2 separate regions of the Mus musculus genome follow, and region 2 is linked to region 1. A link is a contact called in public Micro-C data. All regions are on one chromosome and are shown on one strand. Each heading gives the region's core, a stretch centred on a gene start, on an enhancer-like site or on the middle of the called end of the contact. The rest is flanking DNA. Distances are from core to core; before and after follow the strand shown. Region 1 overlaps Tanc1 (tetratricopeptide repeat, ankyrin repeat and coiled-coil containing 1). Region 2 overlaps Tanc1 (tetratricopeptide repeat, ankyrin repeat and coiled-coil containing 1).

Evidence for each region. Hi-C and Micro-C count contacts between places; a contact is called where the count stands out from the background.
Region 2: a contact with region 1 is called in a Micro-C map of trophoblast stem cells, with 2.9 times the contacts expected there. The contact joins two enhancer-like sites. A contact is called at or near these places in 2 of 15 datasets of contacts at CTCF or cohesin (embryonic stem cells and pro-B cells), 14 of 484 Hi-C or Micro-C datasets (the AML12 cell line, the AtT-20 cell line, the N1E-115 cell line and 8 more), 3 of 115 datasets of contacts at active chromatin or transcription factors (embryonic stem cells, extraembryonic endoderm stem cells and pancreatic cancer cells) and 3 of 9 other capture datasets (adipose tissue, embryonic stem cells and pancreatic islet).

The regions. Positions count from the first base shown.
Region 1 is chr2:59,648,774-59,656,242 of GRCm38.p6, forward strand. All of the region lies in intron 2 of Tanc1 (tetratricopeptide repeat, ankyrin repeat and coiled-coil containing 1), which reads left to right. Among named protein-coding and RNA genes, the nearest start is that of Tanc1, 40 kb to the left of the region's middle. Within about 2 kb of position 4,133, at least 55 of the 459 cell types and tissues checked have an H3K27ac peak or open chromatin away from gene starts, as enhancers often do. A contact at or near this core is called in the N1E-115 cell line and trophoblast stem cells, where this site is marked.
Region 2 is chr2:59,743,201-59,750,669 of GRCm38.p6, forward strand. The region is part of intron 4 of Tanc1 (tetratricopeptide repeat, ankyrin repeat and coiled-coil containing 1); the gene reads left to right. Among named protein-coding and RNA genes, the nearest start is that of Tanc1, 130 kb to the left of the region's middle. Within about 2 kb of position 3,126, at least 56 of the 459 cell types and tissues checked have an H3K27ac peak or open chromatin away from gene starts, as enhancers often do. A contact at or near this core is called in the N1E-115 cell line and trophoblast stem cells, where this site is marked.

The DNA.
Region 1 (7,469 bases), core at 2,883-5,382:
GGAGTCTGCTTTCTACAGTCTCCTTTGCTTTTCGCCAGCTGAGACACATTTAGAGGCCTGGTGAAAACTTGCCTTTAAAACAGGACTAAAGTAGCAGTTACTAAGTAGCCCTTCATTTTGTAAAAGAATTGTGGCTAATTTGGGGGCTATTACTCAGTGGTAAAATACGTATCCTAGCATGGATGAGCCTCTGGGTTGACTCCAGCTCCCTGCACCCCCAGGGCTAATGTTATAATGACTTAATCTTGGAATTAGTTAGTGGGCTTTTGCAAAAGGACCTCTGTTGTTGCTGTGAATCTCAGTCTCCTCAGCCTGGATCTCTCATCCCTGACACGGAGAATGGATTTAATATAGCTGTGACGGCACAAGGAGGTGACGCTGCCTGACCTGTTCAAAGATGCAAAACTGGTCGCCGTGAGGGTTGGTAGACAAGTAGCAGAGATAATGGCTTGCCTGCAGAAGCTTTTCATGGAAAATGATATCAACGGGGCAGGAGAGACAGTTCAGGGGCTCAGAGCACATGCTGACCTTAAATGTCAGTGCTAGGTTCTCTACACCTCCATGAGCAGCTTATGCAACTGCCTGTGGTTGCAGCTCCCGGGAGTCACACACTGCACTCTTCTGGACTCTAAACATAATTAAAAAATAATAAGAATCTTCCTTTCAGAAAGAAAAAGATTTTGAAGAAAAAAAAAAAAAAGAAAACCCAATATTGAGTATAGGAGAATCCTAAGTTTTATAAAAGTATAAAAATTTTATAAAAGTATTTTTCTGGGGCTAGGGTGGTGGTTCTTAACATATAGGAGGAATGACCCCTTCACAGGGGTTGTCTAAGACCATTGGAAAACACAGATTTTTTTTTTTAGCATTATGATTTATAACAGTACAAAGTTACAGTTATGAAGTAGCAACGGATATGATTTTATGGCTGGGATGTCACATTAACAGGAGAACTGTATTGAAGGTACACAGCATTAGGAAGGTTGAGAATCACTGGGCTGGCGAGATGGCTCAGTGGTTAAGAGCACCGGCTGTTCTTGCAGAGAGAGTACGTGTCTGGATCCCAGCACCTATGTCAGGCAGCTCCCAACTGCTTGAAACTCCAATTCTACAGCATAAATACCCTCTCCTGGCCTCCCAAGTTTGCCTGCATGCCGATGGCACACATCCTCAAGCACCCATACCCATAACATAAACCTTTAATAAAAAGTACTTTCCTGTTAGCTGGGCAGTGGGGGCACACACCTTTAATGCCAGCACTTGGGAGGCAGAGGCAGGGTGAATCTTTGAGTTCAAGGCCAGCCAGGGCTACACAGAGAAACCATAGAACAAAATAAACAAAACGAAAACCTAATCTTTCTAGAAAAACGAACATAATTTTAGATACTTTAAGTGTCAAAAGTCAAAAGCAATTAGTGAAAAAAACCGAACGATTCATATATTTTTATAAGCACTACTTCATGAGTTTGAAAGTTTTTCTATTTTAGTCATTTATTCTTAAGAGTTGTTTCATTGATTGTTTTAATTTTAAAATAACACATGCATACTTCAAATATTTGTATGTGTGTGTATGTACCTCTGTGTGTGTGCATCACATGCATGCAGGAACTGTTGGAGGTCAGAAGGGACATTGGGTCCCCTAGAACTAGAGTCACAAATGATACAGATGATTGTTAGCCACTGTGTGAGTGTTGAGAACTGACCTGGGTCCTGGGTACGAACAGTAACTGCTCTTCACTGCTGAGTCATTTCTTTAGCCACCCTGTTTGTCTATCTGTCTGTCTTGTCTGTCTTAGTGTGGCAATGTCTGTCAGAGTAGGCCTGAATAAAAGTAATTTTAACTGTGTAATAGGCAAGCCAGAAATGAGATGATTTTAGGAATAAGAAGGTTATGTTGCTGTCTAAACTACATGAATATAAAACAGTTTATGACCCCAACTATAATATATTGATTTATTTGGAATTGTCTCTGGAGCACTGTGATAGTTTGAATAAGAAATGCCCCTCTTTGGCTAGGAATTGAAACGCTGAGTCCTCAGCTGGCGGTACTGTTTGGGATAGTGGTACAGCCTTCCTGGAGGAAGTGTGTCCCTGGGGTGGGCTTTGGGAATTTATAGCTCTTTTCATTTGCAGTTCCCTCTCTCTACTTCATGCTTGTGGTTGGAGATGTGATTTCTTTGCTTCCTGCTCTGGTTACTATGCCTGCAACTTACTGTCACGCCATTCCTGTGTCATGACGGATGGGCTCTTAGCCCTCTGAAACCCTAAGCCGGAATAAATTTGGGTTTTTTTTTCCCTTTAAGTTGCTGTTGGTCATAGTGGTTTTTTTTTTGGTTTTGTTTTTGTTTCGAGACAGGGTTTCTCTGTATAGCCCTGGCTGTCCTGGAACTCACTTTGTAGATCAGGCTGGCCTCGAACTCAGAAATCCACCTGCCTCTGCCTCCCGAGGTCATGGTGTTTTTTAATTTCTTATTTTTAAAATTTATTTTATATGTATGGGTATTTTGCTTGCATTCTCAGATATGCGCACCACATGCATTCCTGGTGTGGGATGGATCCCCCTGAACTGGGGTTGCAGACAGTTGTGAGCTATCATGTGGGTGCTGGGAATTGAACCTGGGTCTTCTAGAGGAGCAGCCAGTGCTTTTAACGGATGAGCCATCTATCCAACCCCCAGTCATGGCATTTTATCAGAGCAACAGAAAAGTAACTAATACACTCACCAAGTAAATTTAGGAACAAAAGTGTTACTACTTGTCCAGTAGCATTTATTTTATATTGTTGAGGAAGTAACATCTTGCTATTTTGTTTGCCTGAGGTAACTTCCAACTGCTGGGTTCAAGCATCCTTCTGCATCTGCTTCCTGAGTAGCTGGGTCTGTCGGTGCATGCCACGATGACTGGCAAGAGAGTAGTCTTAAAGCACTCTCAACATCAGTAAAATCCTTGCTCAGACCCACAGCATTTGTATAGGTATAAATTACAGTCATCTATCTGCTGGCAACAAGCTGTTTGCATTTAAGATCTACAGAAATAGCAACAAAAGAATGAGGCAAGTCAACACAATTAGAAATTACAATATTTTTTGGATACCCTTGGAGATACCTCCCACCCTCTACTTTGGAGACATCTGGTTGCGAATGACAGTAATCCAGAAGAAGGAAGCACACGGCGCTTTTTGAGAGAGGGTTTGCTAGGTTCGGGAGTGGTGTGTGGATGAGAAGTTGACAGAGAGCTGCACTGTCAAGCAGATTGAGAGTAGGCTGGGTGGGGGGTAAAGCAGAAAGCTGGGGTATAGCTCCCCACCATCTGTGCAAGAGTGTTGCTAAGGTACCACGAACCAAACTCCTAAGGATCGAAGCTGTCAGAATGGTCAGATTGCTTTCTCATAGCTGGGAATGCTGGACACGGGACCGCAGAGTATAGTTCATATACAAGGCGTTGCAGAATGGTCTTTAGTTTGGGAGATCTTTCAGCTCTTTGATAAGAATAGGTTTGAAAGGAGTGATAGAGAGGCCCAAGTTAACCATCAGGAAGTGGACCTCAGGTGAAAGTACTAGGCTCAGGCTTGGTGAATTTTGAGTGGACGGAGGCTGACGACGGGGGAGTCAGGAACCTGGCTGAAGGGTATACTTAATCTCTTATGGGATATTTGCTGGTCCATTGGGACTAGAGGTCTACAGTCTTCTATAACAAACATTTTTTGAGATTGTGTGTTTTAGTTACTTTTGTGAAAAAAATATTATGACCTAGACAAGTTATATATAGAAGGAAGGTTTGAGCATACGGTTCCAGAAGGTTAGAGTCCGCCATGACAGGGCAAAGGCATGTTGGCAGAAGTGGAAAGCTTAGACTGGAACGGCAGGCGTAGTGATTTAAAACCACAAGCCTGCCCCCTTTCTCCAGTAAGGCCACACCTCCTAAGTATATCCAAACAGTGCTACTGACTGGGGACCAAGTAGTCAAACCTTTTAGCCTCTGGGGAATATTCTCATTCAGATCAAGCCACCATACCGAAAATTACTTGTGTCTGGAATTCAGAAGATGGCGTGACCAGAGACACTAAAAGGGAAACTGTCACCTCCTGTGAGTAACCCTATCAGCCTGCAGTACCAGAAACAACCTCAGACCAATCGTGGTCAGTGTGTGGCTTGGTGGATGTCTCCTTAGCTGATTACCGGAAGTTTGCTTTTGGGGACTGGGTGTGACTTGAAATAAGTTGGTGATTTCAGGCAGGTTTGGAATTCAGAGTATTGTTATTAAAAGGAATAAAAGCAGGCAGAGGTGGTAAATGACAGATGGTCCAAAGCCCCGCTCTCATTTGAAAGGATTTAGAGCAGTATACTTGGATCTGAAAAGAAAGAGGGCTTTTGACAGCATTTCAGTAGCTGTGGGGTTTTAGAGACAGTCCACAAATAAGGTATATAAGCATTATTTCAGTCAGTCCGTCTGGCAGAAGTGTTTCACAGACGATGAGAAAAGGAAATGAGGGTACAGATAGGGACAGATATTCAATAGTCAATGGCGGTTGCAAACACGCCTACCTTTCCTCCAGGAACTTCCTGAAGGGTGGACTGTGAGGGCTGTAGTTTTGCCAGGATAAGAGAGAATTAGCTAACGTTATTACTAAGTAGTTAGTTGGTGTGTTTGTGGCTTAGGTGGGGGAATATTGACACAGTAGTTGAGAAATCTCAAAGGGGACAGATGTCGAAACTGATAAAATTAGTGTGGGATTGTTAGGTGGCCCTGAGTGAAGAGGCCTGCCTCACTGAAAGGTTGAGTCAGGGACAATTTATGCTGATTCCCAGTGGGACAGGGCCAGCACGCAGAGCCAGCCTCTCATCCTTTGCAGGGGAGGGAGGCCCTGAGAGCCCCGCAGGGGCCTGGCCTTCATGTCTGTACAGTAAAGAAAGACTTCAATTTACAGATTATAATCTGCCAAATCCTATTTCAAGGAAGGGGATGGCATTAGGGCTTGTGTGCTTGTAGAAAGGAAGGGTTTAAGGGGAGATCTGTGAGTGATGTCTGGCAGGTCATTTGTTCCTACCAGGCCTCCATTCTTTCATGCCCAAATGGAAGAAAGGCTTATAGGAATAATCTTGGAACCCCCTGCTGGTTCTGAGTGGATGTATCCATTCTGAATAGATGAGGGGGGAAGAGGACTGAGCTCCGCCTGCTTGCTTTAGCTGCCCTCTCTGTGAGTTCCCACTGCTTTATGTGCTGCTGTTCTGCAGATCTGTTTCCCTCGCTCTCTATGATACCCATGAGGTAAGGCTGTCACTGGCCCCATTCCACAAGCACAGACAAGTTCACTACTGACTGGCTGACTGGGGCACATTCAGATATGGTCAAACTGCTTGTAATGAGGGTATCAGAGATTCCTTGTCCGTATTGACTAAGAGGTTTTTGTTTCTTGTTTTTGGTTTTTTTTTTTTTTAATTCAGTGTTTTGGGGACTAGAATTACTCTAATTTTTTTCTGTTTTTCTCACAGATGGCTTTGAAGTAAAATAAATGTAAAACTATTTATTTTTATTCATGTTTGCAGTGCTGGGATGAATCCTGAGCCCTGTTCATCTCTGGAGAGTATTCTGCCTCTGAGATACCCTCTCAGACCAAAGTCAGAATGTTAAAGACTGCAAGATCTTGAGTGTGTCTTTATTCTCATTTTGTGGGGTGACGATAGGGGGACAGTAAAGCCCACTTTAGTTTTCCCTTTTGACTTTCTGAACCAGTTCTGATATTAAAAAAAAAAAAGGTGTGGGAGGGAGGCATATTGAATTTAAATTGTACTTTTAAAAGTTTCAAATGAATAGAAATACAGTTTAGGAATGTGCCTTAATTTTTGAAGAAGAGGGAGAAGAAGGAGGAAGAAGAAGAAGGAAGAAGAAGAGAAGAAGAAGAAAAAGAAGAAGAAAATAATAATATATAATATAAAAATAATAATATATAATATGACATAATATATAATATAAAAATACTCAAGACTGGGCAACCCATGAATAAGTTTATTCGACTCCTGGTCCCTAGAGGTGAGTAACTAGTAGCATAGCTTTAAGGATCTGCTAGGCATTTGGCGAGGGCCCCTGTGCAGCATCAGAACATAGCTAAAGATGGGGCTGGAGAGATGGCACAGTAGCTTAGGACACTGCTGCTCTTGCAGAGCACCTGGGTTTTGTCCCCAGCTTCCACACCAGGCAGTACCTAGCTGCAGCTTCACTTCCAGGAGGTCCAGTGCTCTCTTCTGGTCTCTCTGCAGGCCATTCTCACATATGGTGCACATAAGCAGGCTCATGGAAATGCATGCATGCATATGAATCAAAACAAACCTTTTAAGAAAATAGTGAAGAGTATCTCGTGTTAGATAAAGCAAGTTTGCCAGTTTGGGTGCTTCTCTTCCCCTTGGGACAAGGTTTCTCTGTGTAGCCCTGGCTGTCCAGGAACTCACTTTGTAGACCAGGCTGGCCTTGAACTCAGAGATCCACCTCCCTCTACCTTCCAAATGCTTGCACCACCACCACTAGACTTCTCTTCTTTATATAAGGATCTCTCAAGTGCTGTCATGAAGTCCCCACCCTGAGGACCCCATCTCATCCTATTTTAGTTTCCAGAACCTCTTCTCCAAGTGGCACTAGGATATGGATTTTGGGATGAAGTGTTCAACATAGCCTTTAGAGGACATGTGTAAATTCTGTGTATACCAGTATTGGGCTTCCCCAGCCTGGTGAGTTCTGCTAGAGGGAGGCTGCTCTCTACCCATTTTGGACATCAGTGTGCCTCTCTGTGGAGGCCATGCTCACAGAGCCACAAGCTGTACCAGGACTCGCAGTGGGTGCTCCAGGAGAGAGCTTGGCAGCCACCGAGGGACAAGCTTCCTCCCACCTCTCTGTTTTTGTTCCCAAGCTTCATGAATTAATAAGTTCCCGAGGCTTCTAGAAGTCGGGATCCAAGAAAGAGACCCAGATGGTGAGCTGGAGGGGTGCTCTCTCTATGAAAGAAACAGGAACCAGACTGACTCCAGTTCCCTGTGACAAATACTCTTCTATTTCCCAAAGGCAACAACGTTCGGGGTAAACGTTGTCTTGTACTAGAGAGACAGGCTTTTTTGTAAAAGCAAAGCTGGATTAAAACAGTGGCATAAACCCCTCACCCTATCGCTGACGTCAAGGCTAACGCTGCTGCGGTTTCCTCATTACAAGACAAAATGAGTACTCTGCTATGTCTTACTGAGTAGTTAGGAAAGTTATCAGCGCTGAGGACGCATGCCACCGTGGTGTCATGCTTACCTAGCACGTGCGGGGTCCTGGATTTGAGCTCAGGCACTGTGTATGTTTGTGCTGATAGTAATGTCTCTCTGGACCTGCCTGCAAATGCTTGCTTGAGGACATGAAATTACCTTGACGTTTTCTGACGTGATGGCTGACGAAGTCTCCGCTGTGTCAGAGACTCCGTTTTAATGTGCTAGTGCTTTC
Region 2 (7,469 bases), core at 1,876-4,375, 93 kb after region 1:
GTGAAGTTTTATTTGAAAAAAAAAAAGTTCCTTGTACCTTTATATTTTTCCCTCAAATACAGTTTTTATATTTCTAAGGTGGGCAGGACTCCTACATTTTTTTTAAACATAAGAGCTCCAAGGCACTAATTGGTCCTTAGGCTCTAAGTCTGAGGAATGCTATTTCTGCTGGAACCCAGGTGGAGCTTGGGTGTAATTTACTACCATGCATACTAATTTGACTTAGCCTGCCAGGGACTTCGGATCTCCCAGGGAGTCCTGTTTGTGCAGAGCACAAGGGAGTCAGAATGCAGACCCCACACTCAGGTCTCAGGCCTTGAGGAAGAAGGTAGTTCAGGATGTTAAAGGTCAAGTATGATAAGGCATGAAAAGTAGCTGTTAGCATTTGGAAATACACCAATTGACCAGAGTTGGCCATCTTCTGCCATGGTCAGACAGGAACTACATTAGGCTACTGTGATCTCTGTTGTAACCATTGGATTTCAGCTACCATGACACAAAGCAGCCATGGATAATATGTAGCTAGATGGTCACGGTTGTAGTCTGGCACACACTTACAAAAGTACTCGGTAGTCTCATTCAGCCAAGACCATGGTTTTCCTTGACTTTTACCGCTTAGGAAGGGAGAGTTAGAATTTCTTGAGTGCTAGACTCAATACACACATTTTAAATCAGATGGCAGATGTAAGTACCAACCCCAACAACAGTTGGTGGGGAGCCCTGGGAGGCTAGGTGCTAGCTCTCCTGGCGGTTACACACCCAGCCAGTAATTGGCTAGGACTTGAATTTCTCCTCTGACTTCAAAGCCTGGCTCATCCTACCTCATTGGCTTGCCACCCGTTGTCAAGATCATTCACGGGAGCTCTGGTTGGCATAGAAGACACAGAGGCTCACACTGCTGCTGTTGTCCTTCCTGTGGCCAGCAGTAAAGTTGAGATTTTCTGCTTCTCCTGTGTCTCTAAGTGTGTGGGACCACAAGGCCACATGCACCACCTTGAGAATAGGCGCTTCCGAATTCGACAGCATTTGCCGATTACTGTTTGAGCCTTGGGTGATCTTCGGGGTGTGTGTGTGTGGTGTGTGTGTGTGTATTAAAGACTTTTTTATTTTAATTATATGAGTACACTGTTGCTCTCTTCAGACACACCAGAAGAGGGCAGCAGATCCCACTACAGATGGTTGTGAGCCACCATGTGGTTGCTGGGAATTGAATTCAGGACCTCTGGAAGAGCAGTCATTGCTCTTAACCTCTGAGCCATCTCTCCAGCCCTTTGACTTTATTTTTTTTTTAATATATAAACATTTATTTTGGAGTATTTTAGGCTTATAGAAGAGGTCAAAAGAACAGTACTAAGAAGTTCCATATGGTCTATGGTCAATCTCTCATTAACACAGACGTTGTGTGATACATTTGATATAATTAGTGAACCAACAGTGATACCTACTAAAGTCTGTATTTGTGGGGTTTTTTTTTTTTTCCCACCATTTCTAATTCACTTTTTTTCTGGCCCACATTATCATATCACGTTCAGAGATCATGTCTCCATAGATACCTTTTTGTCCGTTGGTTTGGTTTGGTTTTCTGAGACAGGATTTCTTTCTCTACAGATCAGGCTGACTTCGAATTCAGAGATGAGCCTGCCTCTGCTGGGGTTAGAGGCATCTCCATATATTCTTGACTGTGACAGTTTCTCAGACATTCTTTGTTTTAATGACCCTGGTGGCTTGGGTATGATATTTTGTAGAGTGCCTGCTTATTGGAACGTGTCTGATGTTTTTCTCACCATCAGCCAGGACTTAGGAGTTTGGGGTGACCTCTTTATCCCGCGGAGTCGAAGGTGTGTACCAACAGTGTAGTTCGCCTCTCTTGGTTGATCTTCGTCATCCAGCCAAGGTTGTGGCTGTTCACTTTCTACACTGAACCTACCCTGTCTTCTTCTCTCCTTGTCTCCGTCCACCACATAAAGAAGACACTTTATTCTCTGCATGGGCACTGTGCGAAGCCCACAGGTAAGGCTTGGAGCAAAGCCCGTCACTTCTGAGCATGGAGTATCTATATAAATTGTTGGCGATTATTCTGTATCTTGAGAGCTGTCTCTTTCCCCGTTCATTTATTCCAGTACAGATTTAAGTGTGCACGGACTTTCAGATTTTCCCCTGAGTAACGAGGAGCACTCAGGCCTTTGCATCCGCTTTGGTGCCTGGGTGGCTCTCCGTGAAGCTGGGTGTGCTGCGGCTATCCAGGGTCTGTTCTGTTAGGCCAAGTGTACAATGGGCAGGAAGTTGTTGCCTCTGAGACTGAACTCCTTAGTGTAACTGCTAAGCATATACGTGTTACCTAAAACCTTAAAAACATCCAGGACTTCATCCTGCTTAGGGTGGCGACCATTTCTTGCCTTGATGGTGAAGAAACCTTTCCCAGCAAGCCTCAGAGCTTTTGTCTGAAACTGGCATCGGAGCAGCGCCACCTTGTGGTAAATACTGAGTCTTCCAGGAACAATGCCTTCTAAATTCTGAAACTCTTAACTGTTCAAGCAGCAAGTTTTAAAAAGAAAAATAGTTTTGTTCTTTAAAGGGAGGCCGCTACTTTGGTATATATTGTGTTATTACCAAGTTTAGATAAAAGATACATGAGTTATAGTTGTTCTAAAAACAAAAGGAAGTAACCTGGGATTAACAGTGGTTTCTGCTCAGTCACAAGGACACAAGGAGTTTGGATTCCTGCATTCTTGTCTGGCAAGTGCCTGTTAACTCTAGCCCCAACTCTGAGGGACCCGGTGCCCTCTCCTGGCCTCTGCGTGAACACAGGCATGGCTATCCTGTGCACACACGTTTTTGAAAGCTTCAACCTTATGTCAATCTCACTCAGCTTTAGTAGGATAATCAGATACATTGTAGCAGCTTTCGCTAATAAAAGCCCCGCAGGCACCTGGGCTGTGGTGTGTTCAGGGTAGAAAGCCGCCTTTCTGTTGTCTTGAACCCAGAACACTGACAGAGTCAGCCCCACTGCTGAGGAGGTTGCAGTGATCTGGGTCCCTGCCAGGGGAATGGTGACTAATCGCCCCGCCCAGAACATCACTGCATGGTGTCTGCAGATGTTTCAGCGCGCAGAAGGTGTGTGCTTTTCAGAGATCTCACTATCAAGCCTGTGTGTCAGACACAAGCCCAGTCTGCTCTTCCACTTACTGACCCTGTACAGTAAGGTCCTGACTGCCGAGATGGCTTTGTGGTTGAGGCCAGCGTGCTTCCTCAAGACAGCCAACACAGCACAGCAGCGAGCTGCCTTGTACTTTCAAGGACATGGGCAATGATGCATGATGGGTAGCCTTGCCACCTGGGTAGGAGCTGGAGAACAAGGAGGGACCTGGAGTTCAAGAATCCCTTTCCTTCCACTAATATTTTGAAAGGAAGGCTTGACCTCACCAGGTCGAGAGACTATTTTAAGATGAGCCTTTCATCTCTAAAATGAATCTTACATTGCTTTCAGTGTTTTCTATTTACAATTTAGAGCATGTTTTCCATAGCATTTAAACTCAGTTTCTGAGCCTTGCATTTATTAATTAATCTAAAATCATATTTAACATGAATATCACCTGAGACTGAGACTCACACAATTCTGGTAGGACGTGAAGGCTGGCTCAGTCTTTACCGTTTACTACACTTCTTTTTTTTTTTTTTTTAAGACTAGGAATTCTCTACTAGACATACTCTGTGGTTGTGGTAGAAGTGACAAGCATGCTCCTAAATAACTATCGTGTTGCTGCTCTGAGTTTATTTCAGCTCTTCATTTAGTGTAAACTCTGCTTAGGTTGTAGGACAGCTGATAAACTCAACGCAGGAGAGGTGAGATTAGGGACAGAAAATGCGTGTTACTATGTCAGGATTAAAGTTGGCTTCGAGTACGGAGCCCCGTCAAACATATAATAGTTGAAACAAGATACCTACTGCCCTTTCTTTTTAGCAGTGCACATTACCTTCAAGTACCTTGGTGCCATGAAGTTCCCCTCGTGGGGGAGGGGCTGGGAGGAGTTGGGCATGGTGGTGCTCCCATGTTGGTATTGAAGTGTAGGTGTTTCCTGGGGCTACGGTGGCGTGTTATCTCCATTTGGTGGTTTCAGCTGTTTGTCTCTCTGAGCCGCAGGCACCGTCCATAGAGTACTTGTCTGGGAAAATGCTTACCTTCTGTAGCTCCTGATGGCCACACCCTCCTCTCTCTACTTCTGTGGCAGTCTTATCCCCTCCTTTCTCATACTAACACCCATGTGTGTGGGACCTGTCTGGATGATTCCAGTTGGTTCCTCACCTTAGGTTTCTTATCCTAACCCCAGTTTCTGTAAGCCTCTAGAAATCAAGTGACTTGATTGGGGACGTGTCTTACCTTATTACACACTTCTAACACAGTGTTGCCTGAAGGCCTCGTGAAAACTTTCTAAGTTACTCTGCACACATGTCCACATCCCTTGCCAAAGGAAAGGGAGAAGAGGAAATAGGGACATTTCTCAGCACAGAGCCTCAGCTTCAACAAATGCATTGGAATTGTGTAAATGCTGGCACAATGAAGACAGAGAGCGGTTCTGCGTCCCAGTATATTCATATGTTCTGTTATAGTCGGCTGCATCCCGAAGCCCTGGAAACCTATGGTCTTTCTCCAAACCCAGAACTTTGCCTTTTCAGGATGTGATGTGTAGAGCCGTTTAATGCACACCCTTTTGAGGCCAGCTTCTTGGCTGGGTGCACTTCGGACTCATGCACGTCACAGTGGGTATCGATAAACTTTTACTGCCTGTTTCACAAGTAGTCCACTGCATGCATATGCCACAGCTTGTCCATTTGCCAGTTGGAAGTCACTTGGGTAGTTTCCAGTTTGGGGTGACGATAAATGAAATTGCTTTAACTGTGAGCACACTGTCTTTTGTATAAGCACAAGTGTCCTTTCCCTTGGGGAGGGACTTAGGGGACTTAGGAGTGGAATTGGCAGGATCATATAGTATGTACGATATAATTTGTATGAAAGCATCAACTATTTTCGAAAGCAGTTAAACGTTTTGTAGTCTCGCCAGCAGAACGGGAGCTAGGTGGTTCCGCATCGTCTGCAGCTGCGCCTTTTGTGTGGTCGAAGGTGTTCGCTGTTCTGTAAGGTCTGCGCACTGTCTGAGAGGGGCTTAGGTAATCTTTGATGGTCTCTGTATCCAGCTCAGCTGAGAGGGCTTTGTTAACTGTAATTGATGCCACCATCTTTACACTGGATTTTCTGTAGCCCAGACAAACCTTGAGCCCACTGTGTAGCCAGGGATGACCTTGAACGCTCCAGCCTCCTGCATCTACCATCAAAGTGCTAGGAGTACAGACTTGGGCCACTGCATCTCACTTTATGTGGTGATGGGGATTGAATTCAGGATGTTGTGAACACTAGCCAGGCACTTTGCCAATTGAGATACTTCCCCAGCTCTCACACTGTTAAAAAAAAAAAAACCCAAAACCCTATAATTCATCTTCATTCTAACCTAATTATACCTGTAAGTCTTTCCACTTAACACTCCTTCATAGATACGTCTCTGTAAGAGTGATTGGAGTCTGCATCTCTCAGGCCCTCTTCTCCCTGATGTCAGTGCCCAGAGGTTGGGTGGATTTGACACAGATGAGACACAGATGATTCTGAGGGTGAAGAATAATATGTGTGTTTCTTTGGTGTGGCCATTTCTCTGTGGTGTGGGATAGGAAGGCTCCTATACATGCTGAGAGGTGGTGGGGTACCTGTGCACACATGCACATCAAAGGTAAAGCCAAGGGCGATGGGCTACTCCTACCTTACACTGGGGACTGAGAGTGAGGCTCAGGAGTGTTCTGCTCTGACCCGTTCCTGGATGCTGGGGAGGAAGAATGAAGCAGGAACTCAGCACCTTCCCACGGGGAGGGGTCCTTAGGTGGGTGAGACACCTGCTCTTCATCTGCCTCTTCATGTCTCTTAGCTGACATAAGGGCAGAGGGTTTAAACTAGGTGTGCTGTAGCCATTGTACTAAATGAAAGTTTGAGGAAGTATTTGCAAATTTAATTTTTTTTCCTGAGAACATATTACTTCTTAATTAAGTAAAATGCATTTTTTTTTAAAGCCCTTTCTTCTTGGGAGTCAATATCTGTGGGAAGACAAGACCTTCAACCTCTTAAGCATTTTCTAGCGTGACCCCGCCCCTTCCCCTGCAAGCATTTTCTAACGTGACTCCGCCCCCTCACCTGCAAGCATTTCCTACTGTGACTCCACCCCCTCACCTGTAAGCATTTCCTACCATGACCCCGCCCCTTCACCTGCAAGCATTTCCTACTGTGACTCCGCCCCCTCACCTCAAGCATTTCCTACTGTGACTCCGCCCCCTCACCTCAAGCATTTTCTACCGTGACTCTGCCTTCCTACCGTGACTCCTCCCCTCACCTTCAGGTGCATCCCTGGCAGTGCGTTTTCCTTTCTGATGCTTTCCCTAGTGACAGCACTGTGCCATGGCAGCTCTCTCTCTCCTTTTTTCACTTGATTGTAAGCTTCCTCAGGAAGTAGGCAAGGTCTCAATACCTATGGGGGGGGGGGGCGCTCAGTAGTTAAGAGAGCTGGCTGCTCTTCCAGAGGAACTGTGTTGTTTAATTCCCAGCACCCACATGGCAACTCCAGTTCCACTCTCACACAGACATACATACATGCAGTCAAAACACCGATGTACATGAAATGAAAATAAATTTTACAACCCCCCCATGGGTGGGTACCCCAGAATTGCCCTTGTAAGGTGGGTCTGAGAATGTGCATTCTGACAAGTATAGGTGACCACACTCGGGAATGGAGTGCCCAGAACCCGCAGGGGAAGAAGGTTCTCAGGATCCTGCTTCTCGCTCTTTGTATTTAGCTACTTCAAAGGATGCAGGCTTCCTTTCCTGCCCTAGGACCAACGGCAGAGCCATCTCCTCACTGGCTGTTTCCGTCTCTTCGGAAAACTGGGACATGACCCTTCCAGGAAGGGTACAGATCTTTCTCCCAGGGCCACCATAAAATTAATGGCTCTCCCTTTTACTTATAACTGGTTCATACCAGTTGACTACACCTAAGCTGAAGTGCCTTGAAGTCAGATTTTAGTGCTTGCAGTATTTCTTAATATGTACAGTAAGATATCATAGAGGTGGGACCCAAGTCTAAGCACAAAATTAATTTATGGTTTATATACCCTAAAGACATGGCCTGGAGGTAACTTTAGACAGTATTTCAGTGTGCTTGTGCTCTGACTGTGGCTTGTGACATGAAAGCAGGTGGGACATTTACCACTTGTATATCAGGTCTCTGCTCAAGACCCAGGTTTAAGAGATATTCTCATATTCTCTCCTCTCCCCTCTCCCTGCCCCCACCTTTTTCCCTTTCCCTCCCTCCCTCCTTCTCTTCCTCTCTCTCTCCCTCCCTCTCCCTTCTCTCCCTCCCTCTCCCTTCTCTCCTCTC